Regions from separate parts of the Mus musculus genome. Here region 1 is linked to region 2. Evidence: chromatin contacts called from public HiCAR-type data. All regions are on one chromosome and are shown on one strand. The core of a region is the stretch at or near the end of the contact, and the rest is flanking DNA. Distances in the headings are between cores, read along the strand shown. Region 1 holds the start of Ces2f (carboxylesterase 2F). Region 2 has its middle 16 kb from the start of Pdp2.

What was found. HiCAR-type assays count read pairs that join an accessible place to other places.
Region 1: a contact with region 2 is called in a HiCAR-type map of kidney, with 2.7 times the contacts expected there. The contact joins the promoter of Ces2f here to the enhancer-like site in region 2. A contact is called at or near these places in 5 of 39 promoter capture datasets (the C10 cell line, Sertoli cells, cranial neural crest and 2 more), 1 of 115 datasets of contacts at active chromatin or transcription factors (kidney) and 2 of 9 other capture datasets (adipose tissue and liver).

What each region holds. Positions count from the first base shown.
Region 1 is chr8:104,942,372-104,949,011 of GRCm38.p6, forward strand. It overlaps Ces2f (carboxylesterase 2F), which reads left to right and starts at 4,985. Exons shown (of 13, transcript NM_001079865.2): 1 at 4,985-5,083; 2 at 5,673-5,883. The coding sequence starts at 5,008.
Region 2 is chr8:104,603,856-104,610,666 of GRCm38.p6, forward strand. It overlaps a transcript of Cdh16 not described here. Among named protein-coding and RNA genes, the nearest start is that of Pdp2, 16 kb to the left of the region's middle. RefSeq lists an enhancer at 4,582-6,811. Within about 2 kb of position 4,321, at least 8 of the 459 cell types and tissues checked have an H3K27ac peak or open chromatin away from gene starts, as enhancers often do. A contact at or near this core is called in kidney, where this site is marked.

The DNA of each region.
Region 1 (6,640 bases), core at 3,735-6,234, 340 kb after region 2:
GTGGGTACCAGTCACTGGTTGTCTCCCCACAACCTGGCAGGGATGTTATTTTGTCTGTAAAAGAAAGGACAAAACAGTTCACATGGCTCTGCCACACAGAGCAGAGTTCCTTACATCCGGACACTTGCACCTCTGAACCTCTCTCCCCTTAGCATGCTCTAGCCACTATCTTGACCCGAATCAGGAAATGAGTCTTTGGCTCAGTAAAATTCAAAATGCCCAGTGCCTTACACTACTGGAAGTCTATAGTTACAGGAATCCCCAAAGAAATGGCTACCTCGTTGGTCCTTGTTTGGCCATGATGTACAATGCCTACAGTTGGATATCTACCATACTCTGGAAGCCTGATGGATGGTGTTCTGGACTCAGCCCCTGCCCTAGAACATCCTGGAGCTGAAGGTGGCTGAGGACAGCCACATGTAACTATAGCAAGTTATGTCAGATTTTGTACTGAGCACAAAGGGGATCAGCCTGTGGTGCCCAACACTCTGAAGAGATAGAAAGGAGCCCCAGTGGATGCCAGATTTTCTCTACACCCCACTAAATCTGTGACCTTCCTCTCTCCTCGACTTTATCTTCATCCTATCCTATCCTTTTCTCCTCTTCTCCGAGGCCTAGAATTTCTCAAATAGAACAGCTACTTTGTAGGTTGTTGACATGGTGGCTGTGTGTATAATTTCCATGCCTACTCCTCAGTGAGTCCCAAGTTTTCTCATACTTACACTGGCCAATAAAATTGTATTAATCTCATCTTTCACTACCTGTAAGCTGAGGTAATGTTTAATCTTGGTTGTCGATTTGATAAGATCAACTAAGAAACTCACCTCTGGGTGGGTCTCAAAGGACACTTCCAGGAAAATTCCCAATGGAAAGAAAACCTCCCCCAGAGTATATGCCACCTTTTGACTGTGTCCTACATATAAGGAGATATTTAAAAACCAATGTTTCAAGCTTGCTTACTTTTTTTAATGTGTCCATCTCTGTTGTTGCTGCTGCCTTCAGCCATTATTATGAGATGAAGACCAGCAACTCACTAGGAAGCTTCCAGGCCTTCCATACCAGATTGCAACTGTGAAAGCATTGAGATTGGTAAACTGAGCAGAAACTGGGGTTCTTACGGTCTTCAGGCTTCCTGTGGCCATTGTTAGAGTACCCAGCCCCTTAAATACAAGGCTATTCTAGTAAATCCCCTTCTATAGCACATGTGTACTCCATCAGTCTTGTTAGTCTAGGGACCCCTGCCTAATACAGTGATTATAATAAAATCATCACAAACTGCACATTAGATGCTGTGGCTGATGCTTTTGTCCCAGTTACGAGACAGAGACAGGAGGATTGCATGTTCTCAGTATTTCAAGAGTAACCCCCTTGTTACATGGGCACTGCATCTCAATAGTACATATTATATATGTAAATGAGTATATATGTCATATGGGATAAGATATATACCACACGTATATGTATATTTTATATGTGTGTGTGTCATATACTATATAGCTTATAAACAGATGAAATACGTTCAGTTTTAAAGACAAAGAAGTCCTAGAGCCAAGATGACAGTAGACCTGCTGTGTAACAAGGATAGCTCTCTGGACTGAAGATTTTACCTTATGTTCTCATAAAATATAAGAGATAAACAATGGTGCTCATGATTTGATATCTTCCTAACAGCTCCAACTCTTAATTTTACTACATTATAGATTGGGTTTCAACATATAATGCAACTTGGCATTCAAGATAATCAATTCATCTGTACCTTTCCCAAGTGTTGAGTGGCACAATTTTTTTTTCAAAGAGAAGTGGGTCTAGAAATCTTCATTAGCAGAGCTGAAATGTGTGTGTGTGTGTGTGTGTGTGTGTGTGTGTGTGTGTGTGTCCATCAATCTGTCTGTAAGTCTTGTGTCTCTATCTGTGTCTGTGTTCCTGTCTGCTAAAGTTTGTTCTCATTATCGCAGTCAGGAAATGCTATGATATTCACATTTGCATGCTTAGGACATCTGGAAACTATGTGTCTGTCAGGTGTGTCCTAGAAGTGGGGTGTGGTATCAGAAGGTCCAGAAACATCCCATAACAGAGATCCCTGTTTGACCTCTGAGCAAGTCCACATGTGGAGGGGCACATATGTCCCAGGAGCCCTCCTGGGTCCTTCTGGCATGACAACTATTTTATCTCCTGTGATTTCTTTTTTATTCTTACCTTAGTGTTGTCCCTAAACTCTCATGCTTTATGTCTCTTTGCAAAGGTTACAAAAATGTATTCCATTAACCCCTGGGTTCTTCCAAAGCTTTTTCCTTCCATCATAAAGAGGTTGGTTCCTTCATTCTCTAGACCCTGGCACTGCCTTATATCTCTACCTGTGCCCACCTTGCCCCACTGGGGTACAATTTTCTTAGGTTGGAAAAGTCCTCCTTTTTCAATTCACTTTGTTGAAGACTAACCACAGTACACCATCGTCCAAGTGATGGTTTTTGTATTCCTCTCTCTGAACACCAGGGGACAGAAAAGAATTGAAAATATCCTTTAGCCTTGGCTCAGTAGCTGAGCAGAGAAGAACCCTTCCTTTGAGTGCAGAAGAACTGAGGCTAATACTTGTCCTGGGAACTTGCGGGGTTACTGAGCTCCTGCTGCACACATGCATCTGTGAGGTCCCCATTTCTGTGGACATACAGACACTTCACAAAATGGCCTTTAGAATTTCAGTAGCTATACTATTTTTTAATTTTTTTGTTTAATGATTTCTATGCTACCAAATTTGCCCATTTTCCAGCATAGATGGACACATTTTGCCTAAAAATAGGAGCTATAAGACTACTTCTTTTATGGGAAAAAAGTTTTCTTCAGATCCTATGTAAATCATTACTTAGTCTCTGCTCCTAGGCAACAACTTTCTAATGCTAAAGTTTGGCAGTTGCATATAATTTGGAAACATCAGAGCCCTGGAGGTTCTATCATGGACTAGGAGTCTTTTATGAACTTTTTCAATCTGTTTTAGTGTGTGTGTGTGTGTGTGTGTGTGTGTGTGTGTGTGTGTGTGTGTGTGTGTGTGATTGCTGCCTTCTTTTCTTTGGGTTAAAGACTTGGGAGTAGATAGAATAGGTGTGTTTAACTTCTAAAGAAACTGTCAAACTGTTTCCTATAGTGACTATATCATTTCACATCTTCTCCAGCCATGTATGAGGAGATAGATACATGGCTCCTAATCCTAGCCAGCACTTGGCCCAATGGGAATTACCTCTGATTCAACTGAATGGGTATGGATGATGTATCATTGCATGTGTTATGATGAATTTTTGAGACTCTGTTTCTCTCTCTCCTTCTCCCTCTCCCTCTCCCTCTCCCTCCCCCCCCCTCTCTCTTTATTTCTTGCTCACTTCTCAATTCTGCTTCCCTCCAATGCCATCTTTATTCCATATCTTTACTATGGTCTTAACCATCATTAACACTGGGCCTCTGAATGGCGGTACTGTAAGAGGCAGTGCATATGGATTTTTCTAAGCTGAGTTAAAATGGTTTGGGAATAAGAAGTACCAGGATGTCCCAGGAGGCATAAAAAAATTGGTTCCTTGACCTCGATCTTAGAGAAACTGGGGACTTCTCAGGACCCCATGAGCAAGCATTTCATTTGGTTATAGAACTGAAGAAGGAAAAGCATTTGGCAAGAAGGGCTGAAACCACAGATTGAACAAGAGTGCATTGTAAGGATAATATTGAATCAAAAGCAGGACTTGCAGATTGGAAGGAGGCAGGGGAAGCCATGACTGTTTCATGTCAGAGGAGCCAGAAAAGAACCAAAGAAAGAAGTCCTGCCACTCCCAACTGTGAATCCCTAAACTGTTGGGGATGGGAAAGTGAGAGCCAAAATCAGTTCTCAGAGGGAACTCAAGGCTGTCTGGTATGGATCTCTGCACCACTTCCTCCTGGAAATCAAACCAAGCTAGGTGGGAACTCTTCATCCTGTAGTCACGGATGTAGTCATCCTGTAGTCACCAGGGTTCTCTAAGATTCTGAAACTGTTTAGAAGCCTGTGTCTCCAGCTTCTTCATAGGCTCTGAGAGCCCAGACTCTCATCACTACTGGAGCCATGAAATGTCACTTGTTGTCAAGTGGAGGTGATGGGTGGCCAGGTGCCTACATGGGTAAAGAGACTTTCAACAAAGCCTGAAGATCTGAGTTGGATCCCCCACGTCAACATGATGGAATGAGAGAACTGACTCCCAGAACTTACCTTGTGACCTTCACGTTCATGTCATGGCATGTGAGTACTCACGCACCTACATACACACATACACACACACACACACACACACACACACACACAATAAGTAAATAATTAAATGAACAAACAAACAATAAGAAAATGGTTTAAAAAGTGTTTCCCAAGTAAATAAAGGACTGTGTGTTGATCTGTGCAGGAGCTAGCTACCAGAGGAGACACAGTATAGAGATGGAATGAATGTGACTAAGAAGTGCCAACATTCCAGTGTTTCAATGACATAGCCAGGATTTCTGGGAGCAGTCCATGGAAGTCCTAAGATCACTGTAATGGTCATGGTGTTCTGAGCTCCAGCCATTGAGCTTCTATCCATTTATAGCATCTTCCATATTTGCCTACTCAGAGAAGCCCCCCACCCCCCGATTTCTCCTGTTACAGCGTTTTGTCCCCTGACCTCTGCAACAGCACTGACCTCTGCCAGTGAGCACAAGAACAGTGGTCATGGTGGATCTGGGTTTGAAGACAGAGCTCCTGATATCTCAGAAGAACTGCAGAGCACAGAAGCCATCTGTGCCTCCCCAAGAGGCCAAGGAGCAGAAACTGCAGAGGTGTGTTTTTCCTACAGCTGGTCACTGATTGTCTCCTGTCATTTCTGCGTTTAGTTGTCAGGAAGAAAAAAACTTTGCCCCACCCCACGGACTGTCCCACCTACATTCCTTTTGGTCCTGTCTGGGCAAGGCCTATATATTCTGCTTTCAGTTCTTGAGGAACAGATTCAGGCCTGGGAGCCGATCATGCCAGTGCACAGACTTCCTGGATGGCTGGATGCTGCGGCCTGTGGGCTCCTGGTTCTCCTCCTCCATGTGAAGGGTGAGACTCCCTAAGTGGGGTGGTGGGGAGCAGGGTCAGAGCAGCCCAGGTCAGTCAGAGGCTGAGCTTGTGGGAAGAAGGCACCATGGAGGGAGGAGTTCATCCAGGTGACAGATGAAAGCATGAGGAATGTGAGCCACCCAATGCACCCACTAAAATTCATAGAGTGGGCGCCATAGCACACTGGGGGTCAGAGCTGTCGAAGACTACTGCCTGCTGAGGATCCAGCCCAGTGTAAAGGGCTCCAAGGAGCTGGACCTGAAGGTCAGGAGAAGAGCAAAAGGGGCATTTCCCACATCTATGTGTGGCTGTGACTGTTCCTAACTTTGGGTAATCATAACAATAACACCTCCGGGCTGCCAAATGGCTCTGAGTGTGTGACCTCTTTGGCCAGAGAAATGCTGTGACACCCTTCAAAGGGGTACTAGGAAAGGTTCCTGGGCCTGGGGCATAGGGGAGCTGTTACAGCTGAATTGAGGAACCCTGGCTTCCCTTCCTGTGAGCTCTGATAATAACAAAATGGGAAATTCCACGACTTACCCAGGCAAGTGATTCCAGAAAACTAACCCGGATGATATCTCGCCAACAGGTCTTGACTCATCAGAGGCCAGCCCCATCAGAAACACACATACTGGACAGGTCCGAGGCAAGTTTGTCCACTTGACAGACATCAAAGCTGGAGCCCATAACTTCCTGGGGATCCCCTTTGCCAAGCCTCCTGTAGGACCACTGCGCTTTGCACCTCCTGAGGCCCCTGAGCCATGGAGTGGTGTGAGAGATGGGACCTCACAGCCGGCCATGTAAGTTCTGGACCCAGAGGGTTTCTGGTACTGGGGTGAAAATATGTTCCAACATCTAGGCCATGCGGAAGTGTCTCCTCCCTCTTGGCTACAGAGCAGTTCTCTGCCTGTGATGAGGGACATCTTCCATGCATTTTTCTGATGCATATGCTAAGGATTAGAATGGAACAACTATGTCAGACTACTGGGTTAGAGCTTGGTACATAAAGGGAGTTAGCTCCCAGTGCTACAGTGGAAAACATATCTAAAGTCATCCCAGAATCAGATTACGTCAAGTGAAGGGGCCCAGAGTCTGGTGTCATGCACTACAAGTCCCTTGGGAGGGCAGCAGTAATGAGTATCCTGCAGAGTCACCGTGGCAACCCAGAAGATTAAATGCCATTGTCCAAGGAACATGGATGAAAGCTTCCACTGGAGAATATATAGGAAAAAGAGATTCCCTGAGAGTCGGGACATGGGATGAAGGATTTCTTATTCCCTACAGTACAGCATTGTCCATCCATTCCTACAGCCCCATTGTAGAAACAGCACCCAAATATCCAGATACCTGACTTTCATTTGCTGTTGCTGTAATAAATGTACCCTGACAAAAGCAGCTTAGGGAAGGAAGACATGTCACAGTTCCAGGTTACAACCATCATGGGGGAGGGGGAGTATTTAGCAGAGGTCACAGTAAGGAAAGCTGGTCACATCACGTTTGTAATTGGGGAAAGAGAGCAAAGAATGCATGATTGCTTGCTGATAGTCTGCTCACTCT
Region 2 (6,811 bases), core at 3,071-5,570:
GGCTGGGGATGTAGCTGAGTGGTAGGGCACTTGCCTAACACTTATGAGGCCATGGGTACAATCCCCAGCATCTGTCTACCTATTATAGATAGGTAGATAGATAGGTAGATAGATAGATGAGATTGATAGCAGATAGGTGATAAATAGATAATAGATAGATGGTAGACAAGTAGATAGGTAGATAAGCAAAATGGTAGGATGAAAGAATTGAAAAAAAGAGGAAGATTTTGACCTTTCTCAATAAGATAAAATCACATTTCCTCAAAAATTGTGCTGTTCTTCTGGCCACTCTGGGGATAGAGACTAGAGTCTTCTGCCTTTTGCTTCTTATTGTGATTTATATGATAATCTCAACTTCTTTCCCATCCCCTTGTCCATTGCTGGGGTCTAATTAACCTTTTCCTCTTTTTGTTTGAGACAGGTTTTGCTATATAGCTCAGGATGGCTGTAAACTTTCCATCGTCTTTCTTTAGCCCTCCCAGTTGCTGGGCTTAGGGGTTGGCTCCATTACTGGAATTCCCCTTCTCTTGATTCTTAGGGACCATAGGGACTTACTTTGTGTGTTTTGTTGTTCTTTAAATATGTAAGTACACTGTAGCTGTTTTTTTGTTTTTTTTGTTTTTGTTTGAGACAGGGTTTCTCTGTGTAGCCCTGGCTGTCCTGGAACTTACTTTGTAGACCAGGCTGGCCTCGAACTCAGAAATCTGCCTGCCTCTGCCTCCCGATTGCTGGGATTACAAAGCCTACAAAGCATTCTCCCGTGGAGATACATTCATCAGGTCTTTTATTTTAATGCTGTTTTCTTTGTTGTTGTTGCTGCTTTGAAATAGAATCTTATGTCGCCCAAGCTGGCCCTCAAGCTTGCTATGTAGCTGAAGTTGACCTCCAACTTCTGATTCTCCTATCTATCTCAAAAGCTGAGATTAGAGCAGCATCACAGCCCCACTCGTCTGGAAATTCCTTTTATTAACAATGAAAAAGCCCTCAGAGGTATCTACCACTCTTTCCTGATTCTAAGTGAGGAAAACATCTCAGTCCCTTCCTGACCTGTGGGGCTAAGCGCAATCTGACTCCACTCACCCTTCACATCTCCTACTGCTTCAGCTGCTCTGATCTGTTTTCATTCAGGGAAGGACTATCACAGGGGCTCAATTTATGACCATTTAAAATAATAAACCTGGCTACATTTCTGTATGTTCTGATTAGATGCTGTGTGGAACACTTTACACATATAATCTTCTTTAAGCTAGGTGTGCCTCCATCCTCATCCACCTCAGCTTGTACTTGGGAGGTTGAAGCAAGAGGTTTGTGGTTTGTGAGTTCCAGGCTAGCCTGGGATATGTATTGAAACTCTCAAAAGCAAGCAAGCAAACAAACAAATAAACAAAAACAAAAAGCAATCACGGCACAGATCTATAATGCCAACACTTGGGAGACAGAAGCAGGAGGATCAGGAGTTCAAAGCCATCCTAAGCTATATATTGAGTTTGAGGCCAGCATAAGCTATCCTGAGACCCTCTCTCAAAACCAACACAGAACAACCCCCAAACTATGTGGTATCTTATTTAACCCTCACACAACCCCTGGAAGGAATGTTGCTATCCCATTTTATACTCAGAAAAACTGAAGCTGGATAGATGAATGCAGTGGCCAAGCTCACAGATGCAGTAAGGTAGAGCTGAGCTTCAAATCCTGGTGCTTGGCTCTGCAAGTTTCTTCCTCATATCCATGCAGCTGTACTGAATGCATATTCTTCTAATAGGAATGGGCCTTACCAGCTGCCCAAATGATCCACGGGAAGGTGTGAGGTGTGAGTCCACAGAAGCAACAGAAGTAAAAACTTTAAGGTAGCAAGGTGTGAACTGGAAGGAAAAGGAGAGATCTGCCTCAAGGCGAGAACCTCTGTCTGTATGTGGAGCAGGAGCTATAGAGATACAACTCTAGGCAATGGTCAGGGATCCTGTGGATGGATTTTCTCTGTATCCCCAGCCAGCTGGGCCTTTCAGTCTAGGAGAGCATGTGCAAGCCAGGGACTGTGTGCCTCCAGCAAGCAAGAGGGGCCAGGAGACCTGGGTCTGCCTCTCTTTACTGATCCCATGGTATTGCCTGGTCTCTGATTCAGTCCCCTCATCTTGTCCCTGGGTCTGGCATCTCTGACTTGGAGATGAGTCCAGAACCCCTTAGGCACACAGTGAGGCTTGCTCTTCTACCCAACACCTGTGAACATTTATTCAGAGGGAGGGAGGAAGGGAGGGATAGAGGGAGGGACAGGCAAGGGATTTGAACAAAAATGGTCATGGCATTGGTGTTTGTAAGAGAGGAACAGTGTTGACGTGGCTTCACCCAGCACAAGACACAGACCCTGAAACAGCCGTTTCAGCAGGCTTTAAATGTGACTGTGAAAAGCAACCATGACGACTGCTGAACTTTATGGAAGATATTATAAATAAGTAGCTCGATGGGAGATCAACAGAATATTCAGTGCGACCCCAAGTTGAAATCCTCCAGTCCCTCCTGCTTTCTCCTCCACCAGCTCCCTCGTGGCTTACCCCATTGGCCAGGCTAGCAGTGGGGGAGGGGAGTGAGACTATCTTGGGAAGGGGATGAGATCATTCTAAGGCTGGCTGATTTAGACCCGGGTAACTTTTTCCACCCATATGGCTCTCAGAGACTTCTGCACTGGCTCATAAACCTTGGCGCCGGCCTCAGGGATTGGCCGTGAGGCCCCTCCTCACTGTGGAGATGATGGCCAAAGCTGGAAGGGGCTGAGGCTTAAGTTGAAACAGAGTGGCAGAGGCAGGTGGAGGCATGGTCCAATGGGGACCCAGCAAGAACTTTGCAGCTATTGGAGCTAGGTGTCCTGAAGCTCTTTAGGAGCCTATGTAGGTAGATAGTGAATTTTGTGGGTGAAAAGTCACCTTGCTAAGAGCAGAGCTACAGCCCTGGCAGTTCCTCTAACACCTGTATTTGGGGATTCCACTTGTCCAGCCTGGTTCTCCCCTAAAGGATCTCTGTTTGGGCTCTAATCCTGCAAGGGGTAGATGGGGAGGGAAGAGGTCTGGGCTTGGGAGAGATCAAGGTTCAAGTCTGAGTCAGTGTATAATTAGGTTCAGTTCACTCTCTCCTGAGCCTCTCTAGCCAGGCCACCGAAGACCCAAGTTACAGCCTTGAGGAAATCGTAGTCTTAGTCTTTGAGCTTCTCTGAGACATTTCCTAGCTTGTTCACCTACCCTTCCCCCTTGCTAAGATTTGTTTATTTATTTTATGTAAGTACACTGTAGCCGTTTTCAGACACACTAGACGAGAGCATCCAATCCCATTACAGAAGGTTGTGAGCCACCATGTGGTTGCTGGGAATTGAACTCAGAACCTCTGGAAGAGCAATCAGTGCTCTTAATTGCTGAGACATCTCTCCAGCCCTCTAGTTACCTTTCTCAATACTCCAATCCTGAGCCAAGTCAAGTACCAGCTGTTCCCAAGTCTGCATCCAGCATGCCAGTTTATCAATGCTCACCCGAAGCCAGGGCTTGCATCTAGGAACAGTTCTAATACATGTTGAATGAAGGAAAAAAGGGAAGGCTGTGATGTTATAGGTTTCAGGAGAAGACCAACTGTGTGTGCTCAGTGTTGCTCTGTGCCATGCTCAGTCCTAATCTGTGCCAGGTCCTTCAGGGGCAGCCAGCAGTTTTGAGCCTCTTAGGCCCCAGCATACAAAGCTAGAGAATATGGCATGAGGCACCTTAACCTGGGCTTAGTAGACAAGGAACTGAAGCTTGTCAGAACCAGAATGGGCTGGAGGGTTTCCTTAGCCTGGGTTTAGGGCAGCAGGGTTGGGAACAGAATTCTCTGGTTGGATGGAGTTGTTCCTGGAAAATCCCCACATGCATTTTTAGTAGTGTGCTTTGTGCCTGGTTCCCACTCCTTCAGAAGTGGAGGAGTGGAGCCCTTTCTGTTGCTGGGCCACTCAGGCAAGCCCCTTGCCCTCTCTGTCTCTGAGCACTGGGCTCTGGACTGACACATCTATAGAGCGCTATCTATTGACCTCACCGATTCTTTCAGCCATTCTAAAAGCAGGGATTGGAGCTTCATATTGTTTGAGAAGGAGGTGGGAACTCTAAGATACCATATGGCTTGGCTGAAGCCATGTCTCTGCACCAGGGTTAGAGTCCCTACCTACTGATGGCACATGGCACCACTCTCCCATTCCTACTTAGAAGTCCCCAAAGGGCAGTGTGCCCACAAGCTGAGGATGCCACTTCCAGCCCAGTGCCTCTTGACCAAGGTCCTAGCCTGGCCCAGTGCCTGTCACCAAAATAGCCCTGGTGGTTCTGGGCATGGATTGCAGGCCATCACCTGGGACCTATTTTTATCCTTCGGGTAACAAGGAAGTCTCACCTTGTGCAGTAACCACTTGGGACATACTGGATCATGTGGCCTTAGCCCCAAGTGATCTTGCTGCCCTACTGGGAAATGACCCCGACTAGAAGAGAAAGGCCTGGCTCAGCCACACTCCTTTTCTTTCCCTGCCCTAGCCCCTTCCCAGAATCCTTACAGCCTATTACCCCAACACACTCTATACCTCTATGTCCAAGCACACCACGGCCAGAGATCTTAGGACATCTTATTCGTCCTTGATGTCCAATGTCTTATGCACTTGAACAGTTAGAAATTCTTCTGTGTAGCTCCCCCCCTTTAATCTAGTTATAAGATTCTGTAATCCAGAGGCCATTTGGAGAGTTAGCACTTAGAATTTGACTTTCAGAATTTAGGGTGTTGGGATGCTTTGGGGACAGTGTCTAATGGTATTAGAGGAGGCGACAGAGATTGCGAGCACACTCAAATGAACTTCTAGAGGGCAAGTGCTTCATAACCAATGAGTTATGGACCCCAGAAGTATTTATAGAGGACGGGCAGTTCATAGACATGCAGGGCACCCCATGGGTCCCCTTACTACTAATAGATGTGTACATTTCTACAGAGAAGGAAGTTATGTCCCGAGTCCCTCAAGGAAAGGTGCTCAGACAGAAAGACCAGAAGGAAGCTGGGCATGATGATAAATGGCTGGAATGATGGAATCACATCGCTGGGAGACTAAGGTGGACCAGTTAAGAGTTCAAAACCCCAGAGAAAGCAAGTCTCTCTTATCTCAAAAACAAAAACAAACAAAACACTGGAAGAAAACTTGACTCTTAGAAAGTTACCGTAACAAAAACTAGAGTGGCTGTAGCTATAGTAACAACAATATTAGTAGCTGCCCACCAGCACCTCATTTAAAGCCAACTAGGTGTCTACCCTTTTGTACCATCTCAGCGAGCATCACAGGTGTTCTCCTCTGGATGGAGAATGGGCGTGGTCCTTGGGATGAGCTCCGTAAATGTGATTGGGTTTTGCAATATCTGCAGCTTTCTGGAGGTGGATGCTGAGCCCTCTGCCCGCAAACATCTTGCTGTAGGGCAGGGTATCAACAAGCCAGGCTGGCCTCCTGGGGATACTGTCAGAAAGCCAGCCAGGGAGTGAGCCTCAGTCCACTTGGCCCTACTCCCCTAGGCGTTGGGGCTGGAAATAGCAGCTGCTCAAGAGCTGACAACCAAAGGGCGGCTAAAAAAAGCCCCCTCAGTCTGGGCACTGTCGCCCTCGGCTTGCAGGGCCTATTTTGGGGGAGAGGGTGCGGACGTGCCAATGGAAAATCCATGGGTGGGAGTTTCCAAAGGTGGGGGCCCATAGACTTCCTCTCTCCATCCCAGTCCACACACATGAGCACATATGCATGTATACACACACACACACACACACACACACACACACACACACACACACACGCACACCTATACAAGTTGCACATCTAACTTTCTTTCCCAACTGTTTGATGCTGCCATCCACATAGCAACCCAGGAAAGGGATGAGGAAGCTGAAACTCAGACTCAAAGAGAGGTATCACTCTGTTGGTGAGTGTTTGCCTGCTGTACAGAGAGTCCTGGGTTCCATCCCCAGCAGTGAATAACCTGGGCATGGTAACACAGACCTGTAATCCCACCTGTTAGAAGACAGAGGAAGGAAAATTAGAAATTTAAGGTCGTCATTCTCTGCTTCGTTGAGAATGTGAGACCAGCCCGGAATAAATGAGACCTTGTCTCAACAAATAAACAAACAACGCCCGCTCCAACCCCAAACTCAAATGCCTTTCCTAAGAAAGGTCTCACAGCTAGGAAGCAGGCAAGACCATGGCACCCAGGCCAGAGCTGTTCTCTGGAGGCAATCCCCTCACTGAGCTAGCAAACCTGTCCTCCGAAGAGGCAAAGTCTCTGTGATGGGGACCAAGGAGGCTAGCTCTGGGTAGGATGGGTATGGAACGAAGATTACATAGAAACAAATCCCATTGGAAAGTCCCAGTCAGTTCTGAGAGACTTTGCTTTGCTGTAGGAGAGGCAGCTGCTGCAGAGAACCCAGCCCCCATCCATCATGTGTGACCACCTGCTCCCCCTCCGCCTGGGCCTCCCAAGCCGGGCTGCCCCTGCCAAGTTTCCAGGGAACGTGTCAGATAAGGGACCTGTGCTCATGACTCTCTCCCACTGGTCACTATCTCTGTCCTTGCTGCCATCACCAAGTGACCAAGAATAGCATAGCTTGGTGAGGGGACACACAGGGCATCTCCTCAGTCCCTTCATCACCAGCACCAACTGCACCCAGCTGCCTGTTGCCCCATGCCCAAAGTCTCCACATGTGGTAAAGTGCCGCCAGCTTCGGTCTCAGCTCCCACGGCTCTAGAGGAGGATCAGGCAGCTGAAGCCACACTGTGTGCCTCAGCCTCCAC